2 separate regions of the Bombyx mori genome follow, and region 2 is linked to region 1. The links are chromatin contacts, called in public Hi-C maps. All regions are on one chromosome and are shown on one strand. Each heading gives the region's core, a stretch centred on a gene start, on an enhancer-like site or on the middle of the called end of the contact. The rest is flanking DNA. Distances are from core to core; before and after follow the strand shown. Region 1 holds the start of LOC733024 (26S proteasome regulatory ATPase subunit 10B). Region 2 holds the start of LOC101736594 (zinc finger protein on ecdysone puffs).

Evidence for each region. Hi-C and Micro-C count contacts between places; a contact is called where the count stands out from the background.
Region 2: a contact with region 1 is called in a Hi-C map of whole pupa, with 2.8 times the contacts expected there. The contact joins the promoter of LOC101736594 here to the promoter of LOC733024 in region 1. A contact is called at or near these places in 3 of 7 Hi-C or Micro-C datasets (middle silk gland and whole pupa).

The regions. Positions count from the first base shown.
Region 1 is chr26:1,608,830-1,615,089 of ASM3026992v2, reverse strand. LOC733024 (26S proteasome regulatory ATPase subunit 10B) reads right to left here and starts at 3,595. Exons shown (of 9, transcript NM_001047019.1): 1 at 3,413-3,595; 2 at 2,672-2,791; 3 at 2,173-2,309; 4 at 1,380-1,478; 5 at 457-606. The coding sequence starts at 3,518.
Region 2 is chr26:2,145,621-2,152,806 of ASM3026992v2, reverse strand. LOC101736594 (zinc finger protein on ecdysone puffs) reads left to right here and starts at 4,337. Exons shown (of 11, transcript XM_004932969.5): 1 at 4,337-4,600; 2 at 4,748-5,050; 3 at 6,028-6,191; 4 at 6,769-7,030. The coding sequence starts at 4,754.

The DNA of each region.
Region 1 (6,260 bases), core at 2,346-4,845:
TTTAAGAAATGTTTGTTTCTTAAACGATAATATATTTTGTCTGAAGAAGCAGATAGAGTGGCTGCACCAACACGTGCAAAGACAGCATTGTCAACTGAGGCTATATAAATGATGTCACGTGATTATTAGAGCCTCTGGACATCACTACAATCTGACCATAATGCATGTTGATAGTACACCCACATCACTAAACACCAGATTGCATTGCAGTACACTGGTATAATACTCAGAACACACTAAATGGCCATTCTCTGATGAATAGCTTAGTCACTTAATAAGCCCCTCAGGATTATAGTAGTCCTATTTTAAGTCAATATTTTGCAGTCGTCCATGTGTGTGAACAGATTTCAATTAACCATTAAATTTCCCAGTTTCCAATTTAAAACTTATGAAATGTGTATTTCTTTTAAGTGTAAATTATTTATCTTTCTCTATAGACTGGTAAACAATAAATACCTTTAAAAAGTTAGCATCGAGCTGTGAAGCCACAGCCCTCGCGAGCAAAGTCTTTCCTGTACCAGGAGGTCCGTACAGCAAACATCCTTTGGGTGGAGTGATACCGACTCGAACAAACAGCTCTGGGTTCATTAGGGGAAGTTCAATCACCTGTATGTAAACATATCATTTACTTGATGGGGGAAACCGATAACTGTTACATCAATGCTACTAATTGCCTTTGTGTACAATGATACACATATCGACGCTTGAAAGGCAAACGTGACTAAGCGACAATGCGTAAACTTTACAGTAGACTAATTTAAAGTTGTAATACCTGAAAAAAATTTTATTTTAACAGATCTAGCTGTAGGATTGAGATGATTTGAATCGACGTAGAATATTTTTTTTGTGCATCGAATATAGTTACTGCCTATCATTTATGTACAAAGCAGTTATTGTTGCTTAGTCACGTTTGCCTTTCAAGCATCAATATGTAATTAACTCAAAATTGAACTCACATAAAAACAAAAACAAAAAATTTACAACAGTCCACATATTTATGGTGTTACTCAAGCTTGTGAAACATACATTAATAGATCCAGCTTAAATATGTTGCAGAGAGCTTTGTAAGCTTCTTATCAGTACTTTTTTTTGCTTGACTATCTATGTTTCAGTATGGTTTTCTAAAAGCATTGATCTTAATGTTAATTATTATTATGTTCAATTGAACATAATACACTTGTGTGAAAATAACACACTTGTGTTCAATAAAGATTATACCATATGTGATTGAAATCAGTACTAGCTATACAGGGTTTGCGTTTGATTGCCAGAAGCCATTGGCATCTGAAAGATAACTTATATTTGGAAACTGCTATATCGATGATACCAGACCTTGGCTTGGGGTCATTAGATGAAGTCATATCTGATTATAGACATACCTCTCTCAGCTGTCTAATCTGTTCTTGAAGACCTCCTATGGCGGAATAGGTCACGTCACCAGGATCCTCATGACTCATGTTGTAAACTAGGGGATCAACCTATGTACAGATGGCAAGTATATTATTTATAAAATCAAAATATTAAATTAAATGTTATAATAATACACATTCCATAGTAGACACATAAAGGATTATGTACTAAAAAAAAAGATAAAAGGAAGAATACACTAAAATAGATCAAATCAACACTGGATACAGCAATTAAACTTCTTAATGGAACCACTCCACTTAAGTATTAAAGAAAAAATACTTTCACTGATTCTAAAATCAGCAAAAAAAAACACTAGGGAAATCAATAAAATCCTGTATGTAAGTAAAAAAAAATCGGTTGTCTGTGAAGTCGGTTTACTGACGATAGTTGAACGTGACAACGTCATAAGAAACTACTGATGGAATGGTTTCATTTTTCAATTATCGCAATTATCGTTGCTATAAACAATTGACACCACATACACTTTTCACTGAACTTCATACTTGATGAAAACATGTAAATGTATTATTATATAGCAGCTGTCCACGCGGATGCATCGCTCACTCGAGTAGGAGAGAGACAGATGTCGAACGCTGCCGAACGCGGAGGCCGATTGTGCCTCTTTGTCGTAACGCCGCATGAGTCATGTTTTTTCGTGCGCGCAGCCAGCTCCAACGAATTATAAGTTGTCACGTCAATAAAATTTGAGTATTTTTTTTAGTAAGTATTTGGTGCATCTACAATTGGCATTAGTCAACATACCTCTCTAGGCAGATGTCTCATTATTGTAAGAGTAGTCATGTCGAGGGCAACTCGTGTTCCTCCTTTAAGCTTGTTCTTGTCAAGTTGCCGACGACAGCCAACAACGTAGCGAGGGCCATTAGTAGCTTTTACAATAACTAGAATTGGAGAGATTTTAATATATTAAAGTTAATTAACAAATTCCAATCAAAAGTACTACATATTGAAGCTTGAAAGGCAAACCTGACTAAGCGACAATGCGTGAACTTTACAGTAGACTAATTTAAAGTTGAAATACCTAAAAAAATCTATTTTAACGAATCTAGCTGTAGGATTGAAATCATTTTAATAGAACTAGATTTTTTTTTGAGCATCGAATATGGTTGTTGCCTATCATTTATGTACAAAGCAGTTATTGTCGCTTAGTCACGTTTGCCTTTCAAGCGTCTATATGTTAATGCTTAACAATGATATTTAAGTTTCAAACATAAAAACTTATTAGTTTTGTATGAGTACTCACATTTTTCTTCTGTGAGCTGTTTCAAGACTTCTCCAACTATTTGTCCAACACTTTGTAAGGCTTTCAGGTCATTTTCACTCTTGTCATATTGTTTGGTCAAATCTTTTAGTTGGTCACGACCTGAAAATGTTTGAATTTTCATTGTCAATTTTGATCAGCTTTTCATAGAGAACATATTCTTGCTACAATTCCCCTACTAATCTATCTATTGGGTTTATGGCATTTCCTTTTAGATTTTGCTAATGTCAAGTGACAAGTGTATTACTCTGCTTTCTATAGCGGGCTTCGTGAATGAACAAGGTCACGGATTGTAACTAAGAATTAAGTGAGTAGCTAAGAATGTTTGACGACAGGATCGCTGTTGATGTACCTAAAACAAATAAGACGCACACAATATATATACAGGGGTTAGTTCGTTAAAAGACAGACAAACTACAGCTTAATATTATTATTTTATTTATTTATTTATTATGGTTAATGAATGAACTAAGAATATAAACGAAAGGGGAGTTGACAAGGAATAGTCTTTTGTTAAGTTTTATTGTCAAACTGTCTTTTCGTGTCAAAAAAATACCAGAGCTTAAGATTAATATTTTAGTTTTATTAATAAAATCCTATTTATATTTGATAATAATTAAAAATGCACTTATGAAATGAACAAAATTATTTGAACTGTAATATGTTTAGTTATTACTGAAACTCAAAATAATGAGTTGATGATTCGGCAAAAAATGTTCTTGCCTTCTTTGAGTCGTGACTCGACTTCCTTATGCTCCATGAGCTTCTTTCTGTAATCCTGGAAGGCCTTTTCTCTTAACGGCTCCATGTCCGATGTACTAGCCGGCATCGTGAACAATTTAAATTATTATTAATTTTAACTTTATTGTTCAATGAAATTTATCACAATTCACGAAGCTTGACGTTTCATTGGCGCAGCTCTGACACTTCACTTTTGACAGTAGCAGTTCCACTTTTCCAAGTGGAAAGGCGAAGGTATCACATCATACAGCCTAATCTTTTGTACCTATTTATTTTACATTCTATTCTCTTTCTTGAAAAATGATATGAAGTTGATCATTTTGAAACATAAATGAATTGAGATGAAATTAAAAGAAATGAGATGAGATGATATAGGATGAAATATAATCTTAGTAAAATGGTGGCTATTTGCGGAGACTTTTTCAGTGGACTTCTTGGAAGATCCCGAGAAGCTACGTTCTGCGGCTTTGTGTCATTTTCCTACATTTTTGCACTTTCACAGATACTAAACAGTTAATAAACCACCTTTATTACATATTTAAACCTGAAGAAACCCTCAATGGACAAAATAAAACAATTCACCCAACTTCTTATTTTCTAACAAGTATTTATTTATAGAGTTACATAATTTAAATTTTTTTAATAGGTAATTGCATTTTTTAAACGTTTACCTTCTTTTTTATTTCTAATTCAGACTATATACATAAATTATACAATATACACGTTAGTTCTCATTCCCGATCCTGCGGACAGAATGGAAAGCAGTCGACGTCGCCCTAAACACGTCATCTCGGATCCTCCTGATCCACTAACGGTGCTTTTAGGTACTTCAAGCACCGGTCACCGTTCTCGTCGAACCCGTCGCTTGCGACGAAGGGCTCGACGAGTAAATTAACTCTCAGACACAGCCCACTGAGTTTCTCGCCGGATCTTCTCAGTGGGTCGCGTTTCCGATCCGGTGGTAGATTCTGCGAAGCACGACTCTTGCTAGGGTTCGTGTTAGCAACATCGTCAGGTTTGAGCCCCGTGAGCTCACCTACTAAAGTTAGGGTTACGCTGAAATAGCCGCTAGGGCTATCAGCTTAGGTAGGAAGAAAAAAAAAAAAAAAAAAGAAAGTGTGTGTAAAATTTTGCTCTAGTAGCACAAGAATTTAATTAGTGTGAGAGCATGTAATCGGACGGTATTTATGTGTAATTTGTACATACTGCAGCTACTTCTCTATTGATCTAAACTAATTTGAGCTTGACTAGATTAATCAATGTTTACTACCTTTTTTTTCTGCTACTTAATCGTTGGTAGCATAAGGGGCTATTCCAACTTAGCAGTTCAGTAAGTAATCTTACAGAGCTCAACTTGGGAGGGCTTACTAACGTTAGACCTCGCAAGAGCAGTGCTTTGCTGAATTTACTTTCGGTTTGGAATCGCGACCCACTGAGAAGATCCGGCCAGAAACTCAGGGTTGTGTCTATGGGCTAGGTTGCACTAACTCTTGGTCGCATTTGACGGGTTCGACGACAACGGAGACCGGTGCTTAGAGTGCCTAAAAGCACCGATAGTGAGTGGTTCGGGATGATGAGAAATGACGTGTTTTTTCAGAACGGGCGTTTATTCAGAATAACTACTTTATCAAAAAATCCGCTAAAGAAATCAATGTTGTTACATGATTACATACAATGTTGTTGATTTTATAACTTTAACTTGGCTTGTATTAAATTGTTATCCTCTCAATACAATGTAACAATACCTTTGAATAAAACTACGAACAACATAGAACATTAAACGTCATTTTGCAATTTGCAATGAAAAATTTTTAAAGTTTATAAAACTTTACTCGAACGAATTTTCGCACGATAAAAATTTACGAGCATTCTGCTGTTTTTACGAGTTTCCTTCAAACTATCGCTATCATGTCGACGATTACGTTGTAAACTCGACACGTCCATTTTGCAGGAAGCCAGTATTACGCGCGTAAACTGGATCGTTCCCTACGACGATGATAATAATCTGTTAAATAAAGTTTCCGGTGATAATTTTCGTTAAGCTCATAAATACGATATTGTTTGAAGGGTTTTTACCACGATTTCCACAGTCGATTGGTTCTAGAAATTTCGACGTTGCGAACACGACACTCCAGCTCTATAATAGTGTTAATATTGGTTTCATCTTCTTCTTCTTTGTATCCACCTTATCTCACTAGGTGGAGTCGGCACAGCGAATTTTTCTATTTCATTCACCTCTGTCAGCCGTCATTTCAACACTCACTCCTCTATCTCTCATATTGTCATTCACACACTCCATCCATGTCCTCTTCGGTCGACCTCTGCCCCCTCTACCTTGCACTGCCATTTCCATACATCTCCTAGTCACATGCATTGCATCTCTACATATCACATGTCCATACCACGATAACCGTCTACTCTTTAATTTATCAATCCTTGTTAGTCGATTCAGAACAATTATTAAATATTTTTTGTTTTATAAAATAAGTATATTTGCGTATGGAAGTAAAAAGCCGCATGTGGTTCGCGAGCCGCAAATTGCCGACCCCTGGTATAAGAAGATACACTGTAAGCAACAAGCCTACCAAGGCATGCACGTACACAAGATAGAAGGTAGAAGTGAGTAGAGATTTACATACGTAGAGCAGAGGATAACAATGAAAGGTACCGATGCTGAGAAAGTACGTGGAGTTGGATTCCGCATACGTAGTCGTCAATAAACATCCAGGCAGACTTCGGAAGATGGGCCCCCCTAAGCATTTCGTCATTTCGTCACATAACAACGTGAACTGGTGGTAGGACCTCTTGTGAGTCCGCACGGGTAGGTACC
Region 2 (7,186 bases), core at 3,088-5,587, 540 kb before region 1:
ACGAGGAGATCCTGTGCCCTGGCGGAGTGGTTCAAATTACTTTGGAGGAAGCGATGGACGCAACCCATTACGGGGCTACGTCCATCACTCCCTCGTCTGTCCCGCCTTGCGGCTGCTCTGGTGCCGCGGCGGGAGCTGACTCACCGGCTGCCCTTTTTGCAGCCGGCTTCTTTTTCTTTCCGCCCCTCCTCGTTTTTGTAGAGGAGGGGGCGGATTTACACGCCGGGCCCCCGGCCCGGTGGTCGGCCTTCCTTTTGGCCGCGTCGCACAAGACGCAGTGCGGCGCGGCTGTGGTGCAGGAGGCTGCCTTGTGCCCCGGTTGGCCGCAGCGGAAACACAAGCCGCTGCGGTCCACGGTCGACGGGCACTTGGCGAGGCCGTGGCCGGTGCCGAAGCACCGAAGACAGCGCCACGGCCTGGCATCCTGCAGCTGCACGTGGGCCACTACCCAGCCCACGCGCAGCCTTCCTGGGCTGTCGGAAGGCCGCCCCTGTGGAGGGGTGGCGAGGAGGGTCGCCGTTGCAATCGGGCAACGCGCCCACGCCGTCCGGGTTCCGGAATATGTCACCCGGAGCTCTCCGACTTTGACGTCGGCGAGGGCGCAGTTGCCCTGCGACGCGATGGCCGCGGCGACCTCCTCTTTCGTGGCGCACTCGTCGAGGCCCGTGATTTTTACTTCTCCCATCTTCACGGGCCGCGCGATGCGCACCACCTCGGGGTCCGGCAGGATCTCCCTCAGCCGGGCCGCCAATTTTTCGGCCGCGGCGTTTGTGTTGGGGCCGGGGCACTCTATAAGACGAGCCCCGTTGGCCGTCTGCCGGACCTTGATGCCCCCCTCCACGCCGAGGGCGTCCACATTCACGCCGCCGCGCGCCTGGGTCATCACCTCGTGGTAGGTGATGCCCTTTTCTTTGCCGGCGGGCAGCAGCTCCACTACCACTGCAGCCGACCGCGGGGCGCGCGGCCTCCTTCTTCCAGTTCGGCCCCTCGGCTCCGCTCGACCCTCTTGGCGGGGAGCGGCGGCCGCAGGGGCGGGCTTGGGGCGCGGCGCAGGAGGCGCCGCCACCTTTTTGGGCCCGCGCCGCACTACCGTCGTCCAGGCCTCTTCCATATTGGCCGGGGCAGGGGGCAGTGGGCGGGGCAGGGGGGTCGGGGCCGGTTTGGCGGCGTTGACGCCCCCCTTCTTCTTATTTCGGCTCCTGCCGGGCCCCGCCTTCGCAGGCTGGGACGGGGCAGGAGCAGTCGTCTTAGTCTTCCGCTGGCCGGTGACTGGTGCTCCTGAGGGGGCGGGTTTTGGTGCCCCCGTATTTTGTTGGTTCCGCGATGGTCCAGGCTTGGCCGGAACAGTAGCCGAGGCGACCGGGCGTGCCGCAGGTGTCGCGCCCTTTGTAGGGCCGCCATACGTTCTGACGGCCACTGTTTTCCGGGGTGCTGGCACGGGCGCACTGCCTTTCGCCTCATGGGCGAGGGGCGGCCTCGCACGCTCCACCCTGGAGCTGCGTGCTTCCTGTATGAGGAGCTGCCGCCTCAGCTCCTCGACCTCAGTGAGGCCTTCTACTTCGGGCGGAGGAAGGACAGGGGCCGAGCTGCGTTGCCGCTCAATGAGGTCGGCAACCATCGTTCGCAACTCGGCCATGTCCACTCTAAGTTGCCCATTCGCCGCCTGAAGTTGGCCATTCTCGGCCGATACTTGCTCGAGGCGGGTGTGCAGCAGGGCCACTTCCTGCCGCAAGCCCGCCGTCTCCACGGTTGTGGTGCGGTCCACAACGTCCTGCAGCCTCTCCTCCAGTGTGGCGGCCGCCGATTTCATGGCCGACACTTCGGTGCCCTTGAGGCCTCCAGTCGATTTGGCTGCAATAGTCGCAACTATTTTGCCAACTATCTGACAAGATCGGAGGGGGTCAGAGGGACCCACCAACGTCAGGGCTCTCTGTAGGCGCTCAATCTCTTCTAGCTTCCTTTCCTTTTTATTTTTCGCCTCACGGCAGGCGGCCCTGGACTGCGCCGAAGAGGCAGCGTCCAGTCCGCAAGACGACGGCTTGTCAAAGTCAGTGGCGGGCGGCGCCGAAGCAGCCGCCGGTCCTTCTGCCAACGCCATGTACTTGGCGCTGGAAGGCTCTCCTTCCGACGAGTCGGACTGAGCGGAGGATGCCGGCTGTCGAGCCGACTTCCGCTTCCGTCGTGTCCGCTGTCGGGTGCTGTCCACTAACAGCGCTGGCGTCTCCCGCCCACTAGACGCATCGCCCCTCGCGGAGCTCCGCGCCGAGTGCAACGAGATCAAACTCTCGCAGCGCTCGAGTAGCACGGTTGGGACTCTGTCCCTTACGCGACCCGTGCTGTCGCCCCCTTCCTCGTGGCAGTGTGTGCCCCCCCCAGAAACGGTGGGGCAGCGTGCGGCCGATCGCTCGACCGCACGGAGGGATTCTCCCCCCGCGGAGCGGGAGGTACCCTCCTGGGGTAATAAGTTCTTCACAGGTGCCATTTTTCATTTTTCCTTTTTGATTAACCAGGGGTCGGTCCCCTGGGGTCTGGTTGGTACCCTTGGGACTGGACTCCCTCCAGCCATTCATCCCATCGCCGGGCACCAGAGCTTAGGATTGGGGCATTTTTTAAAGAGGTTTACGTCCTCGCGGCCCCGTGCCTCGCGGCAGCGGCCCCCGTCCCCCACGCGGTGAGGATTACGGGTTGGCCGGCGGCCCGCCGAGTGCAACGAGCAACACGGCAGACCACCGCCCGACGCTCAAAAGAGCAGCAACGACGAAGCCACGCCGGTATACCGGTACCCCCCTCTGGAGGGCGTGCCCCTGTAGCCGAAGCCGGGGACATGGCGACCAGCGGCCGGAAGATGCGTAAGCAACGCCGGCTCACTTCTCCATCGAAGGGCAGGCCAAAAGTGGCCCACCACCACCCATGGGTTACGTCCGAAACAGGTCGGACGTGACCCGAAGAAAAACAAAAAAGGGGGGAAAAGGGGACAAGAGAGGGAGCCCGAGCGTCTCCAGGAGGAACACCCTTCAGCGAGTGAAGGGCGTGGAGAGCCCGCAACTCCCCCTGCTGGTTTTGGTCCGCGTCATCCGATCTCTTTCGTTGCAAAGCCTAACTAGGCTACCCTACTCCTACACCTAGCCTACCTACCTAACACCTAGAAATCCTTGCAACGAAAAAGACCGGACGATACCCCTGGGAGTGGGACTGTTCCCAGAGGATCCCGTTATCCGCCACCTACGGACGCGCCCGGTGGAAGTCCAGCAAAACTCCCCCACAGACGGAGCCCCCGGCCACGCAGAGTGCGCGCCGGGGGGCCCGCCCAGGTCCCTCGGGTAATTTCAAGTTCCTATATTTATGTTTTTTTTTTAAATTCAATTTGATCTCTCGCCCTCGCCGGTCGACTATCTATTTTTCATACCCCTAAGTGATAAGGGTTGTCCACCCCAAACATTTCACTGGTGGTAGGACCTCTTGTGAGTCCGCACGGGTAGGTACCACCGCCCTGCCTATTTCTACCGTGAAGCAGTAATGCGTTTCGGTTTGAAGGGTGGGGTAGCCGTTGTAACTATACTGAGACCTTAGAACTTATATCTCAAGGTGGATGGCGCATTTACGTTGTAGATGTCTATGGGCTCCTCTAACCACTTAACACCAGGTGGGCAGTGAGCTCGTCCACCAATCTAAGCAATAAAAAAAAAAAACTTTTATTTGTTGGATTTTTTTTTTTTGTTATAATGAGGTATTATATGGTTGAATGAGGTTTTTTTTCTACACTAGAATTTCTCTAAGAATCTTATATAAGGCAACACAACGTTTGCCGGGTCAGTTAGTATGTCTATATTTAAAGGTTGGTTCACTATAACGTTTTTTATGCTAACCAAATTTGTTCTAAAAACCATTATTTGTGAAGGTGTTTTTATTAAGATGTTATTCATTACAACATTGAAACACCCAATCACTTCAAGATAGGCTTTGACAATTATAGATTTTTCTGGATTTCTCCAGGATCCCATCATCAGATCTTGATGATTACAGGACCATTCGGGAAGTCTACCATTTCGAAAAAAAAAAAGAAAAAAGAATTATCAGGTTCAAGCATTCTCGAGAAATCGGTGAACATACATATATAAAAAATTATGGTCGAATTGAAAACTTCCTCATCTAAAGTCGGTTAAAAAAAAAAGCGTGATTTTGGTACCTTAAATAGCTCCTTAACATTCTATAATTCAAAAATATTTTCACTTACCACGTAAATGAAGAGACGAGTAAAATTTAGCGTTATGCCAAAGTAACTATTCCACGCGAACGAAGTTGTGGGCAAAACTAGTGTATTACATATTTTATCTATGATTTATGTGGTATTGTTGGCTTGTTGGCAGCACTGCTGCCCGACGCGACCGGCAGCCATTCGCCATATTGCGTAGAGATTTGTACCAACATTCATTAGCTGACTTTGCTTTTGTAATTCCTACTTTCGTCGTGGTACTGTTCGAAATATTTCGTGTTTAATTGCTATTTAATCTAGTCAATAACTCTGATCAGTGATTTCATTTCATATAAATTCTTGTTTGCGTCATTTTCAATCAAAACCCGAACGGATTCCAGTAAAATTGTAAGTTACGACTTTCGATTTAACACTAAATGCTACATGATTAACTAATATTTTATCACATCTATCAGGCCAAGCGCTGAATAGTCATAGTTTGAATGTAGTATTTTTTAGGAAAAAGCTTTAACAAAATACCGTTTCTTCTCTTAGACAAAGATGGCGAACCGCAGACCACAACCGGGACGCCGTACGGACTTCGGTAGAAACGACCGTGGGAAAAACTTTCCACGTAACAATGTGTCCCCGTGGCAGTCCGGAGGCCCGGGGGAGCGGTTACCCAACCTTTTCCCTCTGGCTGGAGGCTCCGCCGAGGCCACGCTGGCTCTTGCCAGTAACCTCCTTAATTTGTTCCAACCGAAGCAGAACCCGGTCCCATCGCTCCTAGACATGCCCATTAGAAGGGACTTTGGGCCTAATATGGGTCGGTTTGACCGTGGGTATGAGCCTAATAGGGTGAGTGTGATTTAGTATAGGAAATGTGCTTAGCTTTTCTCTTTCAAAGAGTCTGATAGACGGTAATCAGTGCTATATTCTCATTAAATAAAGACCAGGCTTAAATTAAAATAAGCACATCAAATTGCTTCTTTTAATTAAATCTGGTGATCTGTGCAATCAAAATATGGTGAATTATGATTAGACCAAAGTATAATAAACACATTATTTCACTTCAGGCAATTCAATAAATAAACATTAAAATTTAGTCTGCCTAAATTTAACAATAGAAATCGTATTTGATGAATGCATGTGTGTGATTAAAACAAGTTGTGTTTATATATAAATTATAAATGTAGGTATTGAAACTGTTTTAACATAATAGACTATTATTAATCTATTTTGTACTGTAAGGCTTTTTACAACATAGTCAAAATTGTTATCCTCATTTAAAAAAATTAACATGAATTATGAGATTTATATTTAAAAAATTTAAGTATCCTATATACTTTGCCTTCTTACTACATTTGAAAAATATATTGGAATCGAACCTTTGTTATTTTGTCTCAGAACAATTGCAATTTTTGAGACTTGAAATTAAGTAGTAACTTAATCCTGTAAAAACTAGAAGTTGTATCTAATTAATTATTATTTTACTGAGTTAACTGGTTTTCATGGTTACAGCAGAACTGAGTGGAACGGTGGGACCAACAAGTCTTGACAAAAAAAGCTGTACTTCTCGAAAGTTGATATCAACATTAATCTTCTTTTAAAATGCTGAAAATGATTCATTCAATGTTAATCTGTGAATTTTTCTAGTTGTTGTCAAACACCATTTTTAATGCAATTAATAAAATTCCCAAAATTCAAATTCAGTTGCCAATATAGACCCTGTGAAATTTTGTGTCAAGTACCTTTTTGGAAAATTGCAGTTCCTCCTCCGGACATGCTAGTCCAAAATTTTTCGAACTAACAATATTCTAATGAATTCCCTTTAGATGGGCAATCATGGTAATTTCCGGCGTACGGGAAATTACAATCGCGCTGGTGAGCGTATCAACATGAATCGTAAACCGTTCAGGCCCAATGAAGGGCAACGGCAGCATAACAAGAACTCCCCGAAAAAGGAAACCGATTCTAAAGCTAAGCCTGTTAAGGAGAGGTAAGGATTTCCTCCTGGTGGTCACACCTATCTTCTGAGCCTCTTTGGGCTACACTTCACATAGTTCCGTTCACCAGCTGATTAATTTTTATTTAGCCAATTGGTGACTGTCTTTGGGATAGTTTTCTTGGCATTTCATTGTTTCTCAATATTGAAACTTTCAATTATATTTCAAAAGACCGTCGTCTTTGTTGACAGGTTGTCTGTCTGTATTGTCCAGTAATTGGGCCATTTGTATGTTTGCGAAAAATTGTTCCTGACTAAATAAATAATTTAAACATGATTGGAGTCTTCGAGCATTTTTGTGCCTTTTGGTATAAAAATGTGCACTTAAATTGTGTTTAATATTGATTTTATACAGTTGCAATGCTTAGAAACATCTAAAATAGAGATCTTTTCAATCATCAGCAATTTCTGAATTATATTTGAGTCATAAATCTTCCCATTAAAAATGTATTAAAAGCTTAACTCCTAATCATACTCACTGAATCAAATTGTGGTGTGATAAGTGCAGAAGTGACAACATAAAATTATATAGTGAATGTTTTCATGCATTCACAAACTTAGTTATTCACAGTGAACAAGAAGAGAAGACTACTGAGACTGACAAACCTGAAAATGAGAGAAAAGCGCCGGAAGAGGATGAAAAGCAAGATGTTCCTAAAACGCGCTATGATGACATCAACTCAAAGCTGCTGAAATGTCACATCTGCCACAAGAGCATGTGGGATGGACGTTCATTTGAGAATCATCTCAGTGGAAGAGCTCATGCCATTATGATGCAGAAGACTGTTGAGAGCTATGCTCTTACTGCTGATACAATGAGACAAGAATATAAGGTTAGAATGTATATTTATTTATAGATTAGCTAAAATGATCTCATTTAACACAATCTGAAGTAGGTACAGGTGCAACATTCTGATGTAAATACTGCATTTTAGTTAGACATAAGTTTTTGTGTCTATAAACTTTTTATTCTCATCTAGTCGAAACGC